Linked DNA regions of Sus scrofa: regions 2, 3 and 4 are each linked to region 1. Evidence: chromatin contacts called from public HiChIP or PLAC-seq and promoter capture Hi-C data. All regions are on one chromosome and are shown on one strand. Each heading gives the region's core, a stretch centred on a gene start, on an enhancer-like site or on the middle of the called end of the contact. The rest is flanking DNA. Distances are from core to core; before and after follow the strand shown. Region 1 holds the start of LOC110261670 (histone H2B type 1-J). Region 2 holds the start of HIST1H2BD (histone cluster 1, H2bd). Region 3 holds the start of LOC110261671 (histone H2B type 1-H-like). Region 4 holds the start of LOC574051 (histone H1.2-like protein).

Region 1 (2,700 bases), core at 113-2,612:
GTAGTCCTACATGACCTGACCTCTGATTATGAACTCACTTTCTACCCTTGCTTTCTCTGTCCTTTATCTTGCTTATACATTCTTGGTCTTAAACTTAATTAACTTCCTGAAACTTGTCTTTGCTTAAATGTTTCACGTATGCCACTGTTTCAATCGGATATAGTGTGGGCCCAAACCTAACGACCGCTGGCTATCCCTAAGAGGACAGAGAGACACACTGGGAAGGTGGGAGATTGAAGATATGCTGCCACAAACCAAGGAATTGTTGGCAACCACCAGAAGCTGGCAAGTACAGAATGATTCCTCCCTCAAGACTCCAGCAGGAACCCTAGCAGCACTTAGATTTTGAACTTTTGGCCTCCCGAGTCGAGAATTTGTTTAAAGCCGCTCATTTGTAGTAAACAGTTTACAAGCCGCCCTAGAAATAGTCTCTACTCCCCGCCCCAAACACTCAGCTGCCCGTCTTTCCACAGCCAATGAACCTAATGTGTCATTATGAAGTCATTTTACTTTTTAATTCAAATATGAAGCCTTTTACCACACTTCGACTTGACCAAACTAGAAGTTAAGGAAATTTTCACATTAAATCTCTTTTCATCTTCCCAAACAAGATAGATGTTAAGTTCTTTTCCAGAAAATGTGGGTGGCTCTGAAAAGAGCCTTTGGTTTGGTTTGATGCGTGTCGCCGAAATCTAGGCCATTACTTGCCCTTGGCCTTGTGGTGGCTCTCAGTCTTCTTGGGCAGCAGCACCGCTTGGATGTTGGGCAAGACACCGCCCTGAGCGATAGTGACCTTGCCCAGCAGCTTGTTGAGCTCCTCGTCGTTGCGGATGGCCAGCTGCAAGTGGCGCGGGATGATGCGCGTCTTCTTGTTGTCGCGGGCCGCGTTGCCCGCCAGCTCCAGGATCTCGGCCGTCAGGTACTCCAGCACCGCCGCCAAGTACACCGGCGCGCCGGCGCCGACCCGCTCGGCATAGTTGCCCTTGCGGAGCAGGCGGTGCACTCGACCCACCGGGAACTGGAGCCCGGCCCGCGAGGAGCGAGTCTTGGCCTTGGCGCGGGCTTTGCCTCCCTGTTTGCCTCTTCCCGACATTATAGCGACAGCAGCTTCGCTTGTGGTAGTTAGCAAAGCGAAAGTCCAGGCGCGGCACTTTTTATAACCCTTATTGGGCGCGAAGAAGAATGCGTGTCATTGGTTAACATTTTGGCTTAATTTAACCAATGAAAACGCGAGTTTGGGACTCTTGCGTTCTGATTGGACAGAACTAATTCCGGACATTTTACTTGATTAGCCACCAATCAGACAAAGTCTTTAGCTAATCACCTTATTTGCATAAGAGATTCTATATAAAAAGGACACATTGTGTGTTCGTCATAGCGGTTTTCATTTTTCCTGGAGGCATTTTTAGCTGCTTTGAATTATGCCTGAGCCAGCAAAGTCCGCGCCAGCTCCGAAGAAGGGCTCCAAAAAGGCTGTGACCAAGGCGCAGAAGAAAGACGGCAAGAAGCGCAAGCGCAGTCGCAAGGAGAGTTACTCCATCTACGTGTACAAGGTGCTGAAGCAAGTGCACCCGGATACCGGCATTTCCTCCAAGGCTATGGGCATCATGAATTCGTTCGTTAATGACATTTTCGAACGCATCGCTGGCGAGGCCTCGCGGCTGGCGCATTACAACAAGCGCTCGACCATCACGTCCCGGGAGATCCAGACGGCCGTGCGCCTGTTGCTGCCCGGGGAGCTGGCCAAGCACGCCGTGTCCGAGGGTACCAAGGCTGTCACCAAATACACCAGTGCCAAGTAAACAGTGAGTTGGTTGCTAACGATCCTAACGGCTCTTTTAAGAGCCACCCACACTTTCAGAAAGAGAGCTGGTGCTTTTTACTTTTGCGCTGGGCGTTTGTAATTTTGGTATTTAGTCGCCGAGCAGAACAATTTCTTGAACAGTCTTAAAGAACTTTCTGTTCCCAAAATAACAAGAGACCACTAACAGGAGTAACGTTATCTGACCTTGGCAAAGCTCGAGCTCCTTGTGTAACCTCATCCTGAGCTTTTCACGGTTATTTAGGAACTTAAGTATATTTAAAAGGGCTCAGCTATCAGTTCTGATAGATTTTACAGCTAAGTAGTGGAAGTAAAATCAAAAATTTCCCGTAACTTGTCGGACAGAGCTGGAGTCCTACCTACCCGGGTGCAGAGGTTGGCGCCGGCAGTTAAATTTGCCGCGATCAGCGCCGCCCTTCTCCACGGCCTGTCTGGTTGCCGGCATCCCGGAAACTAAGGGGTTTCTGTGCGCTGAAAGGATCCCCTTTCCGCCTCTCTCAGACCAGCGCACACAAGTTCCTTGAGTAAAAGATTTTGTGTAGACCATTCTGCTTTTCATTCTTTTTTTTTCTCTCTCCAGAATGAGATTTTCTATTCTCGAATTTCTCTTTGACGAGAAAGAAATGTAATTTTCAGCTTGAGGAGTACAAACACTTTTACTTTTAATTAGAATATTGATTTCCACTTGCTCTATATCCGTATAATGGGAGACGTTAAAAGACGAAATGAAACCGATCCCGGCCCTAAGGGGCTACTGTGCACAAAAGCCTTTCTGCGCCCCCCATTTCTTTGCTGCAGGGGAATAGGCTTCAGCCTTGACCTTCAGTGGTTTCCAAAGGGCAGGTTGAAACCGTCGCTAGTCAAGAAAGGGAGAGGAT
Region 2 (2,761 bases), core at 117-2,616, 400 kb after region 1:
CTATCCGACTTAGTGCAGCAAAAGCCAACTGCTGCCAGAAGGGGCTGCCTGCCCTTCCCTTTCTACTTCCTCTCTACCCTTGATGCTCGGGGACATTCGGTAAAGCGGTAAGGGTGCTGAAAAGGGGGCTTAAGCCCTGATTCCGACACATTAACCGATTGAGAGTTTGGGCTTCTCTCTTTTGACCCAGAGAATATTAAAGCTGAATGCTGCCCCGCCCCCAGGACTAAGAATTAATTAGGACTTTCTGGGAAAGAAGATAGAGTAGCTGAGAGGATTTCAAGGGATTTCAAAGACGGCTTCCCTTTCCTTTTCCCTTCCGTCGGATCCTTTAGGATAGTTTGGGCTTCTCCTTTACCTCCCCTGCCGCTGCTCAGAACCTCAAGCAGAACTGCACCAATTACAAAGCAAGCAAACCAGTAAAGCCTTTGCAATATATCTGTGAAAACTCACATTGTCTTCAGCCTTTTTTCAGATATGTCTACATGGCTTGAAAAAGAAAAAAGAAAAATAGAATAGAAAAAGTGCAGAATGAAGTTGTCAGAGCATGCTGTTTCCTGCTCTGGGTAATCTGTCATCCGCAAGTTCTGGAACAACGCCAGGATCAACTTGGAGACCTACACACGGAAAGGAAAGGTGTACCCTTGAAATGGCATTTTGAGTGCAAACTAACATTTAGTTAGGTGACATTAAATAATTCATCGGTACTTGCCCACAGTGAACCCGCAACCTATGGCACATAGTTATTGCGTAGGTTCTTCATAAGTATTTCCTAAGTAGCTGTTATTGGAGCACTAAAGCATGGCAACGAAACTTTAAATTTGGGGGAACTCAAAAAGTAGTCTTTGGAATTAAACAATTACAACTCATTTGCTGAGAGCATGCGTGGCTCTTAAAAGAGCCTTTGGGGTTAACAGTAAAGATGCTTACTTGGCAAATTTATTTGGAGCTGGTGTACTTGGTGACGGCCTTAGTGCCCTCGGACACGGCGTGCTTGGCCAGCTCCCCGGGCAGCAGCAGCCGCACGGCCGTCTGGATCTCCCGGGACGTGATGGTCGAGCGCTTGTTGTAATGCGCCAGCCGCGAGGCCTCACCCGCGATGCGCTCGAAGATGTCGTTGACAAAGGAGTTCATGATGCCCATGGCTTTGGACGAGATGCCAGTGTCCGGGTGGACCTGCTTCAGCACCTTGTACACGTACACGGAGTAGCTCTCCTTGCGGCTGCGCTTGCGCTTCTTGCCATCCTTCTTCTGCGCCTTAGTCACCGCTTTCTTGGACCCCTTCTTCGGGGCGGGAGCAGATTTGGTGGGTTCAGGCATAGCAGCGTTAAAAGTTAGAACTGCAAGGCTAACACCTGGGAAAATAGTCAGTCAGGGTGAGGCCACATTTATTTATAGATGCGGTATTCAAATGAGGTTAGTAAGGTTTCGCTCACGATTGGATTAATTTTATTGTGGCGTCACAAACACGAATGTAAATGAAACTTGCAGGTCTACGTTTCCATTGGCTGTTAACTTACTTTGCTTCGACCCAATCAGAGGGCTTGGACTAGGCTACTCACAGCTAGTATAAATAGTTTTTTCAAGTAGTTGCACTCTGTATTTCACCGCTAAGAGAAGGCTGCTTAGCCTAGAACGGGTTAGTTTTAATAACTCGGTGCATTGGGTTTGCACGCAACTAGCAGCCATCTAAGTGTCCTGCTGATGAAGTTGGTGGGCAAACGCCTTATCCTGCGCCTGGGACAGCTAATAATTTGCAGCCACCACATACATCAACTTGAAGGTGAGCTGGGTCACCTTCAAGTTCACGTTCGTTAACCTTAACATTTGTGCAATGGATACTTAGAAGATAGCGCTAGGGCAACACGAACGGAATCAGTCCTGACTCCCAAACGTGTGCAAGATGTGGGCCTTCTACCCAACCAAACTCGGGACAGACAAAATACCCGGCCCGCTACACCTCCCACAGGTTTTAAATGAATCGCTATGAAGACCCACCTCCCGTCCCCGGAGGCCCGCCCTTTAACTCGCAGCCTTTTCCTCCCAGCCACGCCCCCTTAAGAGTGTGCAACAGCTCTTTTCCGGAGATCTGTGGGTGGCTCTGAAAAGAGCCTTTGGGTTGTGTAGAGCTTGTAAGCCGTTGGCCAAAGGGACTTCCTATTTCTTCTTGGCTGCCGCCTTCTTTGGCTTGGCTGCCTTGGGCTTGGCGGTCTTTGGTTTAGCCGCCTTAGGTTTCACCGCTTTGGCCTTCGCTGGGCTCTTGGGCGCCTTCTTAGGCTTGGCGGCTCTCGCTTTTTTGGGGCTCTTTGCTTTTTTGGCTCCTGCAGCCGCGGCAGGCTTCTTCGCCTTCTTTGGAGTCTTTTTGGCGCTCTTCTTCGGGGTGGCCGTCCCCGTCGCCTTCTTGGGCTTCTTAGCCGCTCCCGCGGGCTTTTTGGGCTTAGCCGCGCCCGTTTTCTTGGCTTTGGGTTTCGCTTCCCCGGTGGCCGCCTTCTTGTTGAGCTTGAAAGAGCCGGAGGCGCCAGTGCCCTTGGTTTGCACCAGGGTGCCCTTGCTCACCAAACTCTTCAGACCCAACTTGATACGGCTGTTGTTCTTCTCCACATCGTAGCCAGCGGCCGCCAGCGCCTTTTTGAGCGCAGCCAAGGACACGCCGCTGCGCTCCTTGGAGGCGGCGACAGCCTTAGTGATGAGCTCGGACACGGGAGGTCCAGACGCCTTGCGCTTCGCAGCACCTGCAGACTTGCGGGCCTTCTTTTTCACT
Region 3 (2,734 bases), core at 40-2,539, 360 kb before region 1:
CTACAGCTCTCTCTGCCTTATTTGCCAATATTGAACTTTGTTATTTGCCTGCACTTACAAGCCATGAGTTTGGTGATGCCTATTCTCTGCTGCAATCTCTGCAGTTTCCTCTACTTCCCAATTTCCTTTAATCCTCAAACAAGCTGTTACCTCAGAATTTACCCCTCTATGCTCCCTTTATATTCCTGTGCTTATCTCTTGCTACATTGCACCTTGTTTTGGTTTCTCCCTGTTAGATTTTCTTTGGGATAAGTGGTGTTTTATTAACATTGTATCTTTAACGAATGACACGTGTCATAAGAATTTATTGAAAACAAATGCACTACTTTGTGCCTGCATTTCTTGAAATAACAACTGTCTTCATCATTATTCTTAGAATGAGCTTAACAGCATCCAATACCGTCGTTGTTTCAACCAAGTTTAGAATACTCTTGACATCTCAATATTAAATCATGAGTCAGTCTAGAATCTTGCAGATTCATTGGCCTTTGAACTAGTCTAACACAAATGTCATTTTGTTGACAAGGGCTGCTAAATACAAGAGGTAAGCTAATTGGAAATGCAAGTGTCACCTTTTTATGATGATAGAAGTGGCTCTGAAAAGAGCCTTTTGTTTTGTTGTTTTTATGCCGAGTACTTATTTGGCTTTGTGGTGGCTCTCGGTCTTCTTGGGCAACAGCACGGCCTGGATGTTGGGCAGGACACCGCCCTGAGCGATGGTAACTTTGCCCAGCAGCTTGTTGAGTTCCTCGTCGTTGCGGATGGCCAGCTGTAGGTGACGCGGGATGATGCGTGTCTTCTTGTTGTCACGAGCTGCGTTGCCCGCCAGCTCTAGGATTTCTGCGGTCAGATACTCCAGCACCGCCGCCAGGTACACCGGAGCACCTGCGCCGACCCGTTCAGCATAGTTGCCTTTACGAAGCAGGCGGTGCACTCGGCCCACCGGAAACTGAAGGCCAGCCCGTGAGGACCGGGTTTTGGCCTTGGCGCGAGCTTTACCCCCTTGCTTTCCTCGTCCAGACATAACTGGGAGACTGAACAGCAGTTGTCAAAGATGACTGAGTCTGAGGTCCCGAAACCACAGTTTATAGCCACTGCAGGGCGCGAAAAGGAAGCTGTACGATTGGCTAACGTTTCACTTTCGTTTTGACCAATGGAAACACGACTAGATAGGATGCGTTCCTTGATTGGGTAAAACAGATCTGTGAGGTCAGTGGAGAGTAACAGCCAATCGCCAGAAAGCTTGTTTCCACCTCATTTGCATAAACCCTAGCCCTTAAAGAGGCGCCTCTCTGGCCTTCGGCTGTTCATTTTACATCGAACGCCAGACTTCATCATGCCTGATCCAGCTAAGTCCGCTCCTGCCCCCAAAAAAGGCTCCAAGAAAGCCGTGACTAAGGCGCAGAAAAAGGACGGCAAGAAGCGCAAGCGCAGCCGCAAGGAGAGCTACTCGGTGTACGTGTACAAGGTGCTGAAGCAGGTCCACCCCGACACCGGCATCTCGTCCAAGGCCATGGGCATCATGAACTCTTCGTCAACGACATCTTTGAGCGTATCGCGGGCGAGGCCTCGCGGCTGGCGCATTACAACAAGCGCTCGACCATCACGTCCCGGGAGATCCAGACGGCCGTGCGCCTGCTGCTGCCCGGGGAGTTGGCCAAGCACGCCGTGTCCGAGGGCACCAAGGCTGTCACCAAGTACACCAGCTCCAAGTAAATGTGTTCGTAGGCAGTGTCAAACCCAAAGGCTCTTTTCAGAGCCACCTAACCTTTTTCAAAAAAGAGCTGTGGTGCTTTGTCTGTCTCTTGGAGGGGCGGGGTGAAGTGCGTAGGGCTCTGGGTGGTAATTGAAAATAACACTTGCCCCAAACTTGCGGTTTATCTGACAGGTGTTCAGGGAAGGAACTCGAGTCCCCTAGATTCAAATGATTTTTAGTACCTTCTGTAAGTGGCACCTGGAAGCCTATAATTTTCGACTTCTGCTGTCTACGTGTACAGGTACTACAAACTTGTACACTGCAGTCCTTCCCCTCATCATTTTGCAGCAGGTCACAATGCCCTGTGAAAATGCAGGAACTAAAGAACAAGTGATCCAGCTACAAGATGTGATCTGAAGAGCTTTCTAACTCCTTAAGAGACAAATAAGTATTCGTGAAAAGAGCCTTTACAAGTTGACGGAAATATAAGATACAGGGGAATCGCCGCTAAGGGCATAGAGGGTTTGGCTCTGGTGCTTCAGGGAACAAAGTCCATAGCCAGGCAGTCTTCGGCTTGGCGTATTTAAGTAGGTTAACGCCGTCAGGATCACGGTGTCTTAAAAAAAATCTCAGCGCCTGGTGGATATCTAGAGGGAACCAGGTGCTCTTGACTCCATCGCTGCGGGCAAGGAACCTAATGGGCTTGGTGATGCTCTGGATGTCACACAGCACCTTACCGTGACGCTTAGAATCACCATTACCCTAGTCCTTCCCTGCCTTGCCTCGGCCTTGCTATGTTGAAAATACATAGAATTCTGTGGTGGCTCAGCTGGCTAAGGATCAAGCATTGTCACTGCTCTGGATCTGATTACTGCTGTGGTATTCCATTCCTGGCCTGGCCTCCTTCCCCGAAACCCCCCAAAAGAAACTAGCATCCAGACTCCAGTCAGATGGTTCTCTAGGACATTAGTCTGATAGCTGAGACTCCCGACTTTCCGAATAAAGTTATTCCTTGCCCCGACACCTCATCTCCCAATT
Region 4 (2,700 bases), core at 168-2,667, 480 kb after region 1:
AACCATGGGGTTATCCTTAGTCTCAAAGAGGATGCCTCCTTTTTCATTCACCACTGAACTTAATTTGTATAACCCCTTTTGACTACCACATCTAACAGACATCTTTATTACATATTTTCATCTAGATGTAGTAGTAAAGTGAACTTGAGAATAGAATACACCTGGCCCAACTTAGAGACGATGAGAAGAGGTGAGCTTATCAGCAAAAAGTCGTATCATAATTTTTTTGTTCTAGTCTTTTTCCTCTATTTCTCTTTAAAAATGTGCCATTTTCAGCTATTTCAAATCTGTGGTTCATCCTAAAAGTCAAAAATGTATCTTGTTGCTTTAAATTCCATCTAGACTTTTGAGTTCCCAGTTAGAGAATGTCCTTCTATACCAGGACATGTGTTAGACATTGTTTGTTATTAGAAGTAACCTAGAATTTTCATGCGCTGAAATGCATCTCTTTATTGAAGCATACAAAAATAAATAAATATATACACACTTATTTGAAAACAGATCGTCTCAACTTCCCTGGACTGCCAAGTCTACTGGGGTTTATTTGCAGGCTTGTGTGTGTGTGTGGAGGGGGTCTCTCTTTTTCTCTTATTATCCCTATTCTTGAGGGCCTGACCCCCTACCTGGCACAACCCAGAGGGGAACCTGAGAGCTTTTAAAAAACAGCCTAATTTCTTGCCTTTGGAGAAGTGAAGAGTGCCCCGCCCCCATCTATGAAAAGAGGCATTTGATAGTTTCAATGTCTTCAAATCAAAGATTTAGGTCTCTAACCCCCCACCACCCAGGACCCCCAAGGCCTACGAACCCCCTCCCATCCCGCCCTAACTGCTTTGGACTGGCCCAGAATCCTTGTCCCAGTCCACAGTTCCTGTGGGTCTGTACGCAGAAATCACAGAGGACCTGTGTTACTTCCCTTGCGAAGAAACAGAATTCTGGTGTAAATTTAGGTGGAAATCATTTTGTGTTTGGCCCCCAAAGAAGGGAAGCATGTGCCCAACCACCCCTGAGAAAAAGAACTTCCAGGGGCAAAGGAGCGAACAGGTAATTTAGAAGAAAAACAGAAAGTGGTCTCCGACTGCCCAGGATTTCCCTAGGAGTTGGGGGAGTTGGGGACGCCTGGACGCGTAGTCTTGGTGGTTGCGGAAAAAATAAAGATAGATCACGAAGCCTGAGGCTTCTCGGATCCTTTTCCGAGCAAATCCGAGTGATTTGGTGCGAGGTATTTTAATATTTTCCCCTTTTTGTGCAGTGGAACAAACACAACTTGGGCGCACCGCGGCGGCTCAGAGCCTGCCAGCCAGGCGGGCGACCGGAGCACCAATCAGCGCGCGCCTGCGCTCTATATATACGGCGGCCCGACCCAGGCGCGGCTGCATCGGCGCTTTGCCACTTGTACCCGAGTTCTCGATCTTCATCATGTCGGAGACTGCTCCTGCCGCTCCCGCCGCCGCGCCTCCTGCGGAGAAGACCCCGGTCAAGAAGAAGGCCGCCAAGAAGCCTGCTGGGGCGCGCCGTAAGGCGTCTGGACCCCCAGTGTCCGAGCTCATCACCAAGGCTGTTGCTGCCTCCAAGGAGCGCAGCGGCGTGTCCCTGGCTGCGCTCAAGAAGGCGCTGGCGGCTGCTGGCTACGATGTGGAGAAGAATAACAGCCGCATCAAGCTGGGTCTCAAGAGCCTGGTGAGCAAGGGCACCTTGGTACAGACCAAGGGCACTGGGGCTTCTGGCTCCTTTAAGCTCAACAAGAAGGCGGCCACCGGTGAGACCAAGCCCAAGGCCAAGAAGTCGGGCGCGGCCAAGCCCAAGAAAAGTGCTGGGGCAGCCAAGAAGCCCAAAAGGCCATGGGCTCGGCCACCCCGAAAAAAGCCGCTAAGAAGACCCCGAAGAAGGCGAAGAAGCCGGCCGCAGCTGCTGTGACCAAGAAAGTGGCCAAGAGCCCAAAGAAAGCTAAGGCTGCCAAACCTAAGAAGGCTGCCAAGAGCGCGGCTAAGGCAGTGAAGCCCAAGGCCGCCAAGCCCAAGGTTGCAAAGCCCAAGAAGGCTGCACCCAAAAAGAAGTAGGTTGCTGAACGTCTGCTTCTAAAACCCAAAAAGGCTCTTTTCAGAGCCACCACGGATCTCAAAAAAAGAGCTGTGTACTTTAACTTTGGTCCTACTTGTCTTGTCGCTCTACACTTAACCCCTTCTAATTTTTAATCCTAAGGCGGGTTTGGGCGCGAGCTGTGGCGGACACTACCTTGGAAGGGCGGAGAGGTCGGCGGAGCAGTTCAGTGGGCGGGTAGACAGACCCTCGACCCCTCCCTGTGGGGTAGCAGCACCTTCCTGGGTCTGCCTCCCGGTCAGCAGTTTGCAAAGGCTTTCCGGCGCCTGGCGCACTTGGGACATCCGCCAGCCCCACCCCTCTCCTGTGAACAGCAAAACAACCACAAATACATTCAGCCAGTTTTCAGGCCGAAGGGATATTCCGATTGGGCTAAAAACCCATTCAAAAGTCCCGCCCAGTTACTGGGTTGGCTCCCTGCTCCAGCCCATGATTTTCACGCTGTGTTTCATTGGTTGGTGGCCGGCCTCTATCCATGTTCTATGTTCTCGGATGTTTGTTTTCTTACTGTTGCATAAACCCTTTTACTTGATAGAGCCAAGTGTTGTTTTTCAGTGGTTTTCCATGTATCCGAAAGTCAAGTTGGTGTCTACTGAGGGCGTT

Evidence for each region. Promoter capture Hi-C pulls out the DNA fragments that hold promoters and counts their contacts. HiChIP or PLAC-seq counts read pairs in DNA pulled down with a chosen protein or histone mark.
Region 2: an H3K27ac HiChIP or PLAC-seq map of alveolar macrophages shows a contact between it and region 1. The contact joins the promoter of HIST1H2BD here to the promoter of LOC110261670 in region 1. A contact is called at or near these places in 1 of 5 promoter capture datasets (fetal liver), 8 of 47 Hi-C or Micro-C datasets (blood, fetal liver, heart right ventricle and 5 more) and 2 of 2 datasets of contacts at active chromatin or transcription factors (alveolar macrophages and skeletal muscle).
Region 3: a contact with region 1 is called in a promoter capture Hi-C map of fetal liver, with 16 times the contacts expected there. The contact joins the promoter of LOC110261671 here to the promoter of LOC110261670 in region 1. A contact is called at or near these places in 3 of 5 promoter capture datasets (fetal liver, fetal skeletal muscle and liver), 2 of 47 Hi-C or Micro-C datasets (epiblast stem cells and skeletal muscle) and 2 of 2 datasets of contacts at active chromatin or transcription factors (alveolar macrophages and skeletal muscle).
Region 4: a promoter capture Hi-C map of liver shows a contact between it and region 1, with 5 times the contacts expected there. The contact joins the promoter of LOC574051 here to the promoter of LOC110261670 in region 1. A contact is called at or near these places in 3 of 5 promoter capture datasets (fetal liver and liver), 7 of 47 Hi-C or Micro-C datasets (alveolar macrophages, embryonic fibroblasts, epiblast stem cells and 4 more) and 2 of 2 datasets of contacts at active chromatin or transcription factors (alveolar macrophages and skeletal muscle).

The regions. Positions count from the first base shown.
Region 1 is chr7:21,219,225-21,221,924 of Sscrofa11.1, reverse strand. LOC110261670 (histone H2B type 1-J) reads left to right here and starts at 1,362. Exons shown (of 1, transcript XM_021099843.1): 1 at 1,362-2,196. The coding sequence starts at 1,422. The coding sequence ends at 1,802. LOC110261666 (histone H2A type 1) reads right to left here and starts at 1,122. Exons shown (of 1, transcript XM_021099839.1): 1 at 238-1,122. The coding sequence starts at 1,093. The coding sequence ends at 701.
Region 2 is chr7:20,819,695-20,822,455 of Sscrofa11.1, reverse strand. HIST1H2BD (histone cluster 1, H2bd) reads right to left here and starts at 1,366. Exons shown (of 2, transcript NM_001243656.1): 1 at 931-1,366. The coding sequence starts at 1,320. The coding sequence ends at 940.
Region 3 is chr7:21,581,077-21,583,810 of Sscrofa11.1, reverse strand. LOC110261671 (histone H2B type 1-H-like) reads left to right here and starts at 1,289. Exons shown (of 2, transcript XM_021099844.1): 1 at 1,289-1,526; 2 at 1,529-1,768. The coding sequence starts at 1,337. The coding sequence ends at 1,716. LOC100157763 (histone H2A type 1-H) reads right to left here and starts at 1,076. Exons shown (of 1, transcript XM_001928557.5): 1 at 259-1,076. The coding sequence starts at 1,024. The coding sequence ends at 638.
Region 4 is chr7:20,743,073-20,745,772 of Sscrofa11.1, reverse strand. It overlaps LOC574051 (histone H1.2-like protein), which reads left to right and starts at 1,417. Exons shown (of 2, transcript NM_001025216.1): 1 at 1,417-1,830; 2 at 1,833-2,057. The coding sequence starts at 1,417. The coding sequence ends at 2,057.